Regions from separate parts of the Rattus norvegicus genome. Here region 1 is linked to region 2. Evidence: chromatin contacts called from public Hi-C data. All regions are on one chromosome and are shown on one strand. Each heading gives the region's core, a stretch centred on a gene start, on an enhancer-like site or on the middle of the called end of the contact. The rest is flanking DNA. Distances are from core to core; before and after follow the strand shown.

What was found. A called contact is a pair of places that touch in the nucleus more often than the background predicts.
Region 1: a contact with region 2 is called in a Hi-C map of Schwann cells, with 2.5 times the contacts expected there. The contact joins the promoter of Dgcr8 here to the enhancer-like site in region 2. A contact is called at or near these places in 4 of 12 Hi-C or Micro-C datasets (the A7r5 cell line, the Rat2 cell line, Schwann cells and 1 more).

What each region holds. Positions count from the first base shown.
Region 1 is chr11:96,203,708-96,211,379 of GRCr8, forward strand. It overlaps Dgcr8 (DGCR8 microprocessor complex subunit), which reads left to right and starts at 5,331. Exons shown (of 15, transcript NM_001105865.1): 1 at 5,331-5,468. It also overlaps the pseudogene LOC134480935.
Region 2 is chr11:96,095,113-96,101,966 of GRCr8, forward strand. Arvcf (ARVCF, delta catenin family member) reads right to left here. Exons shown (of 18, transcript NM_001131013.2): 5 at 6,602-6,854; 6 at 5,251-5,750; 7 at 4,425-4,608; 8 at 3,834-3,951; 9 at 3,395-3,566; 10 at 1,929-2,000; 11 at 836-963; 12 at 455-605; 13 at 21-219. Among named protein-coding and RNA genes, the nearest start is that of Txnrd2, 26 kb to the left of the region's middle. Within about 2 kb of position 2,594, at least 30 of the 93 cell types and tissues checked have an H3K27ac peak or open chromatin away from gene starts, as enhancers often do. A contact at or near this core is called in Schwann cells, where this site is marked.

The DNA.
Region 1 (7,672 bases), core at 4,081-6,580, 110 kb after region 2:
TTTTCTTCCTAATATAGCAAAAATAGTAATTTCAACATTGACAAAATACATGTGTATTTTACATAGACCGTGTACTAATGTCTCTACATAAAGGCTGGCCCCTTTGTTTTCCTTTGAATTTATATTTTAAGTTTTCATAGCAAAAAGCAGTTTTAAATTTTTTTGAGTGGGTGGTGGTGGTACACACCTTTGATCCCAGCACTCAGGAGGCAGAAGCAGGTAGATCTCTGTGAGTTCAAGGCCAATCTAATCTACAGAGTTCCAGGACAATCAGGGTTACACAGAGAAACCCTTATCCTGGAAAACAAAAATAAAAACAACCAACCAAACAAGAACCATTCTTGAGTATCTAATAAAAGCTTGCTGATTGATTGATTGATTGATTGACTGATGATTGATTGATTGAGACAAGGCCTATCTATGTGGCTCTGGTTGTCCTGAAGCTAAGTAGACCAGCTGCTGGCCATGAACTCAGGAAGATCTACTTGTTTCTGCCTTCATAGTGCTGGGATTAAAGACATGTGCCATTATGCTTAACAAAAAGAATATTTTAACAATGTAATAATTATGCAAAATATTAATATCTCTTGAAAATTTATAGCAAGTTTTTATTTTTTTAGCCCTTTTTTTTCCCAGAATGACTATTTGAAAAATGCTAGATTCAAACCATTTGACCAGAAAGCTGTTTATTTTATAAAATAATTAACTTTTATTTTGTGTGTAAGAAAGTTTGCCTGCATATAGGTATGTGCACTATATGAGTGTCTGGTGCCCACAAGGACAGAAAAGGGCATTGGAGCCCCTAGAACTAAATTTACAGATGGTTGGCTTTGAACCAAAGAGTTTCTGTAAGAACAACAAGTGCCCCTAACCACTAAGCCATCTCCCCAGTCTCAGAAAGCTCAAAATTAAATTAAATGTCCTAATATCTTCGACATTGTTAAGCCTGGCTAAGTTAAAAACCTTTGCATAACCAGTTTTTGATACAGTAGATAAGACTACTAGTTGCCCTTGCAGAGTACCCAGGTTCAGTTCCCGGAACATACTCGGTGGCTAACAACTGTCTGTAATTCTAGTTTTAGAGAACCTGTGAACTCTTCTGACCATTTTCTGTGCACAGATACATTCATGCATATAATGCACTTTTACACATAAAATAAATCTCTTTTAAAGAGAGTCAGAAGGTGAATCTTGTTCCGTAGACTTCAGGTTCACATCTTTCCCTATTCTAGAGCTAGTCAGCAGAGAGAGCTGCCCTCAGAAATGGAAATTCCTAAACTAAGTCAGAAAACTGCTTTGTGAGAGATCCAAGATGGTTAGCAAGTCCCAGAGCCTTGACGACTCAGAAAACCCTGTAACCAATGGCTTTAACCCAGATTTCCCCTAGAGAATATAGACAATATCAGGTTCTCTCTAGTGTTTTTTTTTTTTTTTTAAAATGGCCAAAGTAATCTTTTCCTTTGACATACGATTTTTTTTTTTTTTTGGTTCTTTTTTTCGGAGCTGGGGACCGAATCCAGGGCCTTGCGCTTCCTAGGTAAGCGCTCTACCACTGAGCTAAATCCCCAGCCCTGACATACGATTTTTTTAAAAAAGATTTATTTATTTATTCCATGTATGTGAGTACACTGTCACTGTCTTTGACACCAGAAGAGGGCATCAGATCCCATTACAGATGGTTGTGAGCCACCATGTGGTTGCTGGGAATTGAACTCAGGTCCTTTGGAAGAGCAGTCGGGGCTCTTAACCAGAGTCATCTCTCCAGCCCGACATAGGATTTTGTTTTGTTTGAGGATTATGAGAGAAGAGAGTGATGGAGGAGGATAAGCTGACGCCTTTTGGGCAGAGACAGATGGGCAGCGGGCTAAGAAAGATTTTTAGAATTTATCTTCTGACACCATCTCTAAAATTTTGTTAATACCCTGACCTTGAATATCTTGATTCTGAAAGTTTAAAAAAATTCTCAGATTGTTTTTGTTGCTGTCTTTGTGACAAGGTTTCTCTGTGTATCCCTGGCTGTCCTGGACTAAATTTGAAGACCAGGCTGGTCTCGAAATCAGAGATCCACCTGCCTCTGCCTCCTGAGTGCCGTGAATAAAGGTGTGGGCTTCCACCACTGCCCACTTCATTTTCTCGCTTTCTTTTTCACTGATTTATTTTTATTTATTTATTTGAGACAGGGTCTCATGTAGCTTTGGCTGGCCTCAGACTCACAGAGATGAGGCTGCCACAATGCTTGGCTTATTTTTTCTCTTAAATGAATTTAAATTCCACTTAAAGCTGACTGATCACTTATTATCCTTAGTTTTATTGCTTGGACTTCTAGATTACCATGCAGGGAAAAAAATCAGCAGTAACGAATGGTCCTCACTGGAGGAAATATAAAGCCAAGGTATCTTTAGCTAGAGTTCTTCCTATTTACAAATGCTTGTAATTTGCATTCTTTTTTTTCCCCCAGTTACCTTGGAGTTTATTTAAACCAAAGAAAGGTCATGTTTTCATGCAATACATAGTTGGTTCTTTAAATAAGAACTGTGACAAACAGCAGAAAGAATTAAGAGAATGCTGCACTTGTGATCCATACAAAACATCAACGTCTTGGGTTATACATTAATTAAAGAAACATCTCACTTTTTGAAATACTGTAATAGCCAATATGCAATTTAGAAAAGAAAAAAAAATCACACAGGAACTAGTCAATTTCTTTAAAATCACTGAGCAAGAAAAGCCAACACCGAACTTCCATACTGATTTTATGCAGCTTCTATACAGTACCTTGACTTAAATCCAAGAGCAAAGTTAAGACTCCCCACCTCTACTTTTGGTAAATATTGTATGGTAAACTTAGATGACTTTTCCTCTGGGTTTTACCTGGGAATGGCCTCTTTAATATTTAAAAGAGGACAGGTTTGGCACTTTTATACTGATGTTACCAATGTTCATATTTCTTGAGATGGCAGTAAGATTCATATTCTTTATAGCTGATACGCACGAGATGGAGCTCCCACTCAGCCAGCCTAAGAGTTCTCCAGTTTATTTTGTGCATCAACTTGTGTGACGATCTCATTCATGTTGGTCTCCTATTCCCACATCACCATTTCTGCAAGAATATTATGAACCTTGTCTACATGGAATATTAAATCCAGTTCACAGACACTTTCAAAACATTTGTCTAATGTTTCCACAAATACATAGGGCTGGTGGAACTTGGAGAGCCTCAGCTTTCCGTGGTTGTTGAAGATGAGGCTGGGCCTGGCCAACAGGGTGGGCGCACGCGCTCACCAATTTGCACTATCCTAATTGTCAAACAGAAAATCAACGGTGGGGGGCTAGGGAAATGGTTTAGCTCATCTTACAGAGGGCCCAGTTTCTGTTCCCAGTACTCACATGGTGGCTTGTAAACACTAATTCCAGTTCTAGGGGATTCAATTTCCTCTTCTGACCTCTGTAGGCATCCAGTGCACACTCATACTTGTGGGCAAACACTCATACCCATACATCTAAAACCTAAGAACAGTAAGGCTTACTGGAGTTCCAAATATAGCTTCCTCCTTCCTTGGATCCATTTCCCACTCCTGAAATCTAAAGCCTGTCTATGCTTGCCGGGAATCCGGGTCTCCATTAGGTGCTGACTCCAGCATTCATTCCCATGTTAGTTCTTCTCAGTGTGTATTGGGCTTTTCCTAAAGGTTTGAAGGTACTCAGGACTCTGGTGGTTGTCAGGTCCAAAAGAAGCTCAGGATAAAGGGCTGTGGTTCCTAGCATACCAAAGCACCCACAGGTCTCCAGGCTCTCTTAGTACCTGTAGTTTCTCTCAGCTCTTTTCACCCCCACCCCTAACCTAAATCTCTTCAGCCCATGGCTTCCCTTCTCTCCCCCTAGCTCCTGATTCCTATTAAAAAAAAAAAAAAAAAACAAACCTGCCATTTCTGCCCGGATTCTCTTTGCCCTCTCCTCGGTTGGCATTCCTTCCCTTGAAGGAACAACATCTAGGGTCCCTTCGTGCTTATCTTAAACACACAGATCTCTGTGCCTCCTACAGCTGGTGGCCCTTCTTTCTTTCTTTCTTTTTTTTTGAGCTGGGGACCGAACCCAGGGCCTTACGCTTTCTAGGCAAGCGCTCTACCACTGAGCTAAATCCCCAACCAACTGGTGGCCCTTCTTAAATGGAGTCTTAGGGTTTTTCCATGGTGAAGCTACTGCTTGCCATTTGCAGTAACTAAGAATTTTGGGGAGAAACTTTTTTAAGTTTTAACTTTATTAAAACAGACAGTCTCCCCAACAGTAGGGATATAGCTCAGTGCTTTTAGCATTAACTCAAGTGTGCTTGAGATCTTGAGCTCCCCAACATTTCACCTTTTAGTCCTGTTTTTAGCAGCCACGATTTTTCATGTCCATCAGCAATTACTAAAGTGTTTGGCCAAGAGAAGACAGTTTTCTATAATTTTTTTATTACATTTATTGACTTGAATGAGAACCAAAAGGAGACTTTTCGAGGTTCTGGATATTACTATGGACAGAATTAACATATCTTGGCTCCACCTTAGTCCCGGGTCAATAGCAATGAAGTAGTGGTTTGTGGGCAGGGATTTGGAGGGCTCAGGAACAGACCTGGCTAACTCCATTTTGTTTCTGAGTCCATCTATTTCACTTCCGTCCTAAAGAATTTTCCTAAGTCTTACATACTGATACCTCGGGTGTGTCAGGTCAGTCTTGAACAGCTTAAGTCTCTTAATGGTCTCTGACACAGGTCTGCAAGGCCGATCTAAGGTCCATCCCAGACCATAAGATCCCCAACTAGCCTCTGCTTCTATTCCCTTTTTGACACGGAGGATGCTGTAAGTACAGGGAACTAGTCATTAGACCTTTGTCCTTCCAGGTGTGGCGACACTGCGAGTAAACTCCGGTCCTCAGCATCGCGCATATTGTCCGTTGACTTTCTGGGATGGGTATACCTCCAATTTAGTCCTTGGGACGACCGAAAGTTGGAGCTCGATGGTCCATTCAAAAACTCAAAAGTGCTACAGAGGCCGGCTCACAGATCAGCTCCCAGCGTTCCCCGCACTCCCGCGCTCCCCGGCTCCCAGCAGCCTCTACGCGCCTCTCTCCCGGCGCACCCCGCGGCCGCAACTCAGCCCCACCCGGAGCGACAGCCGTTAGCTGTGCAAGGTTTGCGGCTGGTCCCGCCCACGTGGCCTCCATAGCGCCTTACAATTGGGCCGCGCGCTTCTCGCGCCGCCGATTGGCGGCTTCCTCAGCCCGCTCCCGGCTCCCCCAATACGCGGCGGCCGTGCGCCGGGATTGGTCGCGCTCCGCCAAGGCCCGCCTTCCGCTCGCCCGCGCGGCAGCGGGTCTCAAGAGCCGAGAGCTTGCAAAGGCCTTCGCGGGTTGCGGCGGCGCCGGGGCGGTGAGGGTCGGCCGACTGTGGTCGGGCTGCGGGCGGCTCGGGCAGGTCGCGGGCGCCACAGGTAGGTGCGGGGCGCGATGGGCGCCCCGCAGGCGGCGGGCGCTGCGGCCTGGAGAGGCTGCGCCCTTTCCTTCCTTCCTTCCACCCCCCTTCCCGGGCGAGGCCACAGGCCGGGGCTCGGGGCGGGGCGGGGCGCGGCGCTCTAGGCGGGCTGGGCCACGCGGAGTCTCGGCCTTTGTGCAGTGGGGGCCGGGCCCGGAGCCCAGGCATCACGGACGTAGGGTGCTGTCGGTCTGGTAACGAAGCCCCTTGGGCGGTGGGCCTGAAGCCATCACCTCGCCTTCTGGCGGGAGAGGTGTGGGCAGGGACACCTCACACCCTAAAGTCTGCCTGTTTTGTCTGTTTGGAATAGCCGAGAAACCTCCCAAGTTTCCACCAAATAACCCGTGGATGAAGTGTCAGATAGCTTATCAGAATGTGGTTTTACAGTAACAAAGAACGTTGTAGAAATAAATGGGAAGTGGCAACCTGTTGACAGCGGTACCTGTCAAGTAGTATCATCCAGTGGATTTGGGTTGCTCGTGGTAGGAATTTGATTTGCCATCTTGCATGCTTGCATGTACCTCCTTGCTGGATGCAGAGATGTCCTGTGTAGGGTTGTTGACTCTTGTATGCCAATCACTATTAGGGTGCCCACTGTCTGCTGGCTCAAACTAGACTCCCAGATTTGGAAGTGGCTCAGTTCCCACTGTAAACCATCACTAATTGAAGGGAGTGAAAGGCTGGTCAAGTGAGAGCGGCCTGTCAGTTTAGAATAGGATTTGCCGGGTGACAAAGGAATTGATGAGGTCATACTGCCTTTGGGTTGATCAGGAGGCTGCAGCTGTAGCACTGGCCGTGTAGGAGTTGTTCAGATGGGTTGGGTAACCCTGTGCCAGGGTCCAGGGCAGCCAGCTGTGGGTTTGACTTGCTCACAGTCTAATTGGCAAATCAAGATCCGCATCCATAGGTCCAGTTGGCTGAAGAATAGTGAGGTTGATGGGCAGGAGGGCTACCCTTTGACCTGCATTGCCAGGCATGTTGTGAAGCGGGCAGTTCACAGTTGCTGTCTGAATTTTACTTTCTGAGAAACATGATTTTGACTGGTTTGCCCAGTTTTGGCCTTCTCTTGTCATCATTCCCCTCCCATGTGATCTCTTGTAGTTGGCATATCAGTTTCCTCTGACATCTTCCATGACACTATCTTCAATGCTGCCCTCCCTTCTGATCTCCAACCTCCTGCTTCTAGTTGTCCATTTCATTTTGATACCAAATAGTTTGACCCAAGCTAAGATATAGCCACAGTCCATGCCAGAACCGTCCATATGGCTGTCTAAAGTCACCTTGGTGCTTCTCTTAGGCCTGCATGCATCTCTTAGGAAGCCTTGCCACCTGTTTCCAACAGTAGACCATTGCTAAGAAACTGCAACCTAAAGTCCTTGTCCAAGCTCCCTGTGAGCCCTTTAATTCTTCCTCTGATTTGATCCCCTCTCTTACCCTCTTAGTTTTTCTGGACCCAGAGTGATTCTTTAAATTGTATGATGTTATAAAACTGAGGTAGTATAGACTCAGGCCTGTTTGTTTGGGTGGCAAAGCAGCTGTACCACTTCCTAGCTTTGTAACCTTGAGCAGGTTGTTTAACCTTTCTGTCACAGTGCTTAGTAAGTTGCATAAAATCCTTACAGCAGGGCCTGTGTCTGGGTTGGCTGCCATTGTTACCCATGGATCAGTGATCCCACTGTTTTGACCCCTTCTGTGCAGTATCCTGTTATTCAAGATAAACATGTAAAATCTTAATGCTTGTTGCCCAGGCCTGTCGGTTTCACTCAGCATACTGTCCCTAGCTTGGCCACACCATGGCTCTGCCCCAGGGTCTTTGCTTTTCCTTCGAGTGTCTTCTACCCTCCTTTTACCCTTGTAGCCACCTGGCTCCATCTGTTTCATCTTTAGGTGGATGCTGGCTGTAGAACCTTGTATAATCTTTTGGAAGCTGCTTCCTAGCTTTTTTCCTTGCTTTGTTTTAATAGAATATTTGTCAGCATGTGACATCATAGATACTTTTCTTGTTATTATCCATCTCTCACACTGATATGCTCTGTGGGGGAAGTGTAATTGCTCTGTGGGGCAAGTGTTTTGTCTGCTTTGTGCTTAACACACATAAATGATGTGTGTGCCTTTTGGAAGGAAGGCATTCAGCAAATAGTTGATAAATGAATAAGCTTTCAG
Region 2 (6,854 bases), core at 1,344-3,843:
CAGGCCCTGCCCTCACCCACCTGGAGGCCACAAGTGCCACCAGTGCAGGCACACCACGGGCCTGCAGGAGGGAGCGAGCATTGTCCAGGCTGTCGGACACAATCTCATGGATGGTGTTGAGCACAGCTACCACTGTATCCTCCTCCAGGTGGGCACTGGGGTGGGCAGGAGCCTGTGCGTTGCGAACATTCCGAACCAGCTCTGTCATGGCGTAGCTCCCTAAGAAGCAGGGTCAGACGTCAGGACATACCTCTGCCCGACCCCTGTGGGAAGGACTGGCATTCAGATAATGGATATCACCAGCCACAACCTCTGCTGAGTCCCAGGGGCTGGGAAAAGAAGACCTCAGCTCCTACAGCTTAGCAGCTGGGAGGGATCTGGTCCCCTGAACTCTCTCCTCCCACAACCTGTTCCCAGTGCCCACCCCTTGGCTCAATCCCATCGGCATCCTCACCGATGAGGTCTTTGTTCCGCTGGTCTAGTGACAGGTTGCGCAGTGCGATGGCCACAGCACGCACCACCTTGTCGGTCTCAGACTGTAGCAGTTCCACCAGCACTGGCAGCCCACGTTCCTTGCGCACTGTGGCACGGATATACGTGGCCCACTGTGAGGGTAGCAGAGATGGCGACTGCTCAGAGCGGGGCTGCCTTGCACAGCACCTACAGCCAACCGCGCTGATGACAACACAATGCTCAGCGCCTCCCGGCCCTGAGGATATGCTGTGTGCTCTTCTCCCTCTTGCCCAGGTGGATGTGAGGGCTTGAGGCGGAACCACCGGGGTACCTGGACTCCCTCCGCCCAGGTCTCACCCTCCCCGCCAACCTGGCTCCTCACCATCCAGTTGCCAGCACTGAGGTTCTGCAGGGCACCCGCTGCAGCTTCTAGGGTGTTGAAGTTCCGGCTCTCCGTAAGGAGTGACAGGTAAAGTCGCACCACCTCCGGCTGGTACAGCAGCTCGAAGCCTAGATACAGGGCAATGGCAGCCCAGAGTCATGGTGAAAGTCCTTGCCCCACCTCCAGACCCTTCTTATTCATTGTTCTGGAGCAAGGTAGAGCTCCCTGGGACTGACACTGAAGTCATGTTTAACATCAATTAATGTCCCCATTCAGACAGACAAACGTATGGTGAGCCAGGAGGCAAAGCAGGAAGATGAGGGTCTCCCTTAACCCTGCCTGTGGAGATGGGATTGGGATCACCTGAACGCATGTCCAGGAGAAAGGTAGAGTGAGATGGACACTAGGCTACTAGCAACAGAACACACCTTCCCTGGATGTGACCTGGGCAGCACCCCTAGAAACATGGTTTACCTACCCCATTCAGACCACCCCACCCTCATGAGTAAGTAACAAGACTGTAGCCGATGTCCACTTCCAGCTCCCCAGTGACTGAGGCCCAGCCCCGCAGCAAAGATGGTGCCCAGCACAAGGCCTCATGGGTAAGAGCTAATGTGCCTTCAGCCTGCCCCAGTTAGGGGTATCTGGGTTCTTCTAGTAGTCCTGGGCCAGGCTGGGCCCCAGTAGGGCATTCTCTCACTAAGGCTAGTCTACGATGCCTTGCACAATGTCAGTGGATACTGGAAACCCAGCAGAGTTAACAGACAGCAGGGGTGACCCACCCTGGGCTGCAGGTGTCCATTCTCACACCCTGGCCCCTGGGTCATGGCCCTTTGAAGTAGCACGGCTTGGTAACACAGTATCTCTAACCCATGTACCTCTCTCTCACTTGCTGTGCGACCATGAAAGAGCTTACCTGAAACAACCTGTACACCGACTAAACCTGGGAGTTGCCAAGCCTGGGCCGTTCTCTAGGAAGCCCCATTGATGGATCAGTCTCTTTGGATACCTGACCCTCCAACCCCAGGCCTTCCTGGTCTACTCAATGGCCAGCACTGGGCCTGCCCCCCCAGCTCTGCTTCTATCCACTCACCTTTCGCAGCTTCAGTACGTTTGGGCAGGTCCAATGTGTCAAAGTTCCGGTCGGCCTCTGCATCCTTCTTCCCTGGAACGGAAGGGTGGCACATTGAGAAGCAGAGTCCACGACAGACAAGTGTGTACCAAGAGTCAGGTACAGTCCTCTCCTGCTCAGAGCCCAAAGGGGACACTAAGACACCACGACAGAGATGTACCGTCCCGCAGAGGAGTCAGGCTGGCTCAGGACAGGGGTGGCAGTGGAGCAGAGGTACAGCCTAACCATGTCCCGAGTACCTAAGCCTCCCTCTCATCAGGGACAGTAATGCAGCATGCCAGAAACAGTGCAACAAGGCTGGGCCTAAAATTTACATCCAAGGGGAAAACTTCCCCTTGGGGACCAATCGTGGACCAACCTACAGCAGCCAGTTTGTACTTGCAGGCCCTTCTTCAGCTGAGGAAGCTCTAGCAGGCAGCAAACCATTGCAGATGACCTGGTGCTCCTGCCCTGCTTACCCTGTGTACTTCTGTGCTGCACATCACCCATTTCATCAGAGGGGCAGATGGTCCCTGTGCTGGCCACTCTCTAGGCCCTGCCCACTGTTTGCTCTGTCCCAGGGCTGGCTTGGTAGCTTGTTCTGACTTTGTAAGCAGCAGCCCCTGGGCCTCCCCACCAGCCCAGGGCTACATTCCAGCCTCTGTCACAGCTATGCAGTTGTCATGGAGATGGCTGCCCTTCCAGGGGACGGGGGTGGGGCAGGGCCTGAAGGCTGGAAGGCATCCCAGCTGTCCCATAGTTGTCATGGAAATAACTGCCTGAGCCTAGGTAACAGAGTTACTCTGCTGCCCACTGCACTTGCCAGACCTGGACAGCACTTGCCAGACCTGGACAGCACTTGCCAGACCTGGACAGCAGAACAGGGACTCACCTTGATGGAACCACTCCTCTGGGCGGCCGGAAGAAGCACAGGAGAGAGGAGATGAGCCTGAGCAGCAGCAGCACCCTCCCATGACTCCTACTCCCACCCATGCGAGGGCCAAGCTGGCAGACTGTCAACCTCACTCGGGAACTCTGGGGACTCAGTACCCATAAGGCACAGGGAAGACTTATGGTCAGGACAAGAGAATGCAGCGCACCTGTCCCACTGCTGCAGCTGGGGGATGCAGGTACCTGAACCTGTACCCTGCAAGTGCTGAGGGTACCTGGCCAGGTGAAGGAAAGGGCTGTGCTTTCCAGTCTGCTCTGTGGCAGTCAGGTGGTGTCATTTGTGGGCCCTCGGAATCCTTCCCCAGAGTAGACAGATGTGACTAGCATCCATGGCCCACAGGAAAGGGCTAAGGCTAGGCCTTGAGTCTGCACCTTTCCCACTTGCTGTATGCCCACGGGGACTGACTTCAGCACTCCAGGACCACTGCCATGGACATAGAGAGCCCTGAGCCCTGGAAGTGGTGGGAAAGACACACATCTCAGCCTCACCCACCCACCTTTCGCTTTCTTGCCACCAAAGCAGCTGGCGTCATCCTTCCTCCGACGCTGGGAGGTTGCAGCACTGCCCGGGATCCCAGGCTCCACCTCCTGGTACCTGTCAGCCCCTGGAACTTCCTTGTGCACGTGGTAGGACAGGTTCCGCATGATGCACACACAGTTCTCTACTGACTGTGGGAAGAGGTGGCCTGGTTGAGCAGCAACACTGGACAAGGGGGCTGCTGAGCTTCCCAGACCCTTGTGTAAAGCTGTGGCTTTAACACCATCAGCACTGTCAGCCTCAGTGGGGAGAACTGCTAGGAGGGGCCCTGAGCCATATGAGGGACCGTGTGTTCTAGAAAGTTATGACGTCTCATCTGTGCTATTCTGGGGTGCTCCCTGTGACCCTTGGGCTCTGAGAACTTGGAGGGCAGGCTGGTCCCCATCTGCCTCACCCACCTTATTATCTGTGTCTTTCCTGCCCACAGCTGACTGCAGGGCATGTAAGAGAGCGTCCACCAGCCCTTCGCACTCACGAAGTCGCCGCCGGGCCTCTGCACCATCTGAGCTCACGTTCCTGGGTGGGAGGGAGCAGGACCACCAGTGACCCCCCTCCCATTTTTGTCCCACTAAATTCCCCAGCCCAACAGGTCAGAGGAATTTTTATCCTATAGCAGGCCCTGCTGGACTGCAGTGAAGGTGATGGTCTGTCCCGGGCAGTGGAGCTTTTAGCCTTGTAACTGTTGGGGAGGAAGCAGCTCCCCCTGCTCCCAGCTGAACCGGAACAGGATGGAGACGGGCCCCAAGAGGCCAGAATCTATGATACAATGGTACAAAACTGACGGACAGGCAGGATCTCAGGGATACAGGGTGGATATCCCTGTATCCCTGTATCCACAAGGTGTGTGTGGGTATGAACAGAGCTCCACTGGAAATCCCAGAGACTTGGGAAGTGGCTCGAGAACTCCTTAACTTTGGACAAACTGGGACAGAAACATGGCAGCTCCTGCCATCCTGCAGATATGGCCTATGCCCCGCCCCTGCCCACACCTCAGGCAGCCTGATGTGTTCTTAAAGACTGTCGTCCACTCGGCATCCCGGGGCTTCGAGTCTTCATTAGGCTCTCGCTCCCAGCCAGAATGGGGCACGATGACCTCATGGGTCAGAGTCTGTAAGCCGTGGTCAATGATGACCATCTTCAGGGGCTCGTAGGATGACAGGTTCCAGAGTGTGCCTGTAATGTGCCTCTAGTCAATAATGTTGGCCATGACCCACTGCCTCGGCCTCCCCAGGGATGACACTTAGGATCTGCTTCTGCTTAACGTCCTTGTCTTCCAGCCAGCACTCGAAGCTAGCATAATTGCTGCTGTTTTTGTGAGGGGTAGGGGTGAGGTCGGGGTTGGGAAGTTGTCCCAAAGATGGCACCTTTGCACATGTTAGGCAAGCAGTTCCACTGAGTGACACTCCGTTCACATAAGGAGCACTGAAAGCTGTAAGAGGTTCTGGACCCCATACAGCAAGGTGTATAGGCAGCACTTAGTAGGAGCTTTCCGCTAACAAGGAAAAGTTATAGGAGAGGTGTGACCAGTGATAGTTTATCCCATCCATTCCCTGCTACTCGAGTAGATGGACTGGCACATGCTCCTGAGACCACAGGACCATGGAGAGACCGTCCTGTGGCTCCCAAGTTCTCCAAGGCACAAGCTCTACCCCGGCATTTGCACAGGTTAGGAACCAGGGAGGCAGGGTCTGGTGCCAGCAACTCTACGGTTGCGAGAGTTGGGGACCCATCCCAGCACATGGGCCTACTACACTCCTGTTCTCCCAACTTCCGACTGAGCCATGTTCATGTCAGCCACGGCCAGGGCCCACTCACCAGTGACCAGCTCACGGACCTCATTGTCACGGGCAGCCCGCAGCAGGCGCACCAGGGCTGGCACGCCCCCGCAGTCCCGGATGGCAGCCTTGTTGTCGGCATCGCGGCCATAGGAGAGGTTGCGCAGTGCCCCGCAGGCCCGGCGGCGCACCTCAGCCCGAGGGTGATCTAGTAACGCCACGAGTAGGGGCAGCCCACGCAGCTGCCGCACCCGACGCTTGATGCCCTCGTTCTCAAAGCAGAGGTGCTGCAGGTAGGCTGCGGCGTTGGCTTTCACAGGGTCCACGGGGTGCCGCAGCATGGCCAGCACCTCGGGCAGCTCAGGGTCCCTCCAGCGCGGCTCCTTGCGGGTGCTGTCTACTGAGGGTGAGCGCCGCACTACTCGGTCCAAGCTGCCCAGGCTGCCCCTCTCAGGCTGGGCTAGAGGGGCTGTTGCGGCTGGGAACGGGGGCCGCTCTTCTACCAGCTCACCAGTGTCATCTGCGGTGTCTTCCAAGGCCCTGTGGATGAACAGATCCTGCCAACACCTCCACAGTAGCTGCCAGCCCTGCCCCTCCACATCTTGTCCAGGGCTCTAGGAATTCCCTGCCAAGGGGGACTGACAGCATCCTCCATCAGCCCCAAACGGGGTGGACACCAAGAGATGCAGGCCAGACTAGCCAGTGCTGCTGCAAGGTCAAGATTACAGCCCACGTCAGGAAGTCCGCTCCTGAACAGTGTTATTAACCGTGACTTAATGTCAGTGTGGCATCTGTCAGGGACAGGGCAGGCCTCCCACGTCCTTTCTGTGATAGCAGCTGACTATACCAGTGTAAGGGTAGAATATCCTCCCTGTGCATGGCCACTCCAATTAGACCATCTGACAAGGACACGTTTTGGCTCTCAGTGACCTTGTGAACTCTCACACTTCCCAGGAAAGGGGGGACTAAGGCCAGGAAGGTAACATAATTTGCCCAGTCATATAACAAACTCTAGACTTGGGCTGTGGTCATGTTTTCATGCTACAGATATAAACGAACAGTATAAAGGGCAGGATCAAGGCCTTAACCAGAAGGACCAGGGCGCATGGGGGACACGGAGGCACAGAAACTGCAGAATCACAGTGCAAACATCTGATGCCCAGGTCCTTGTGGCCAGCTGGCTGGCTATCAGAGCAGAACCATTGGAGTCCTTAGAACCTGTGTCACCAGGTGCACGCCTATCTTCCCAGGCCCGTTCTTGATGCCGTCCTTGAGAAGAACCAGAGGCAATTCAAACTGAAACACAGCCTGGAGACCTGTGGGAGGCTCTGTACCTGCGGAATGGAAGAGAGAATTCCCAGAAGAGGCAGTCGCAAGCGACAGGTGCTTACCTGGCACGGAGGCCCCGCCCGTACTCAGGTCTTCTCCGTGTGGCTGTGCTGTAGTCAGGCTCCAGGTCGGGGCCGCCCTCATCATCTGCAGCCAGGCTCCGAGTGTCATCCTCCAGGCCATATGGCTCTGCTTGGAAATGCTCAGGCAGAGAGCGGCCACTTGGTGGTCCAGATTCTGAGCCCATGGGGAAGGCTTCTCGGCGGCCAGGGAGTGTGAAACAGCCATCACCAGGTCCCGGGCCCAAGAGGCCAG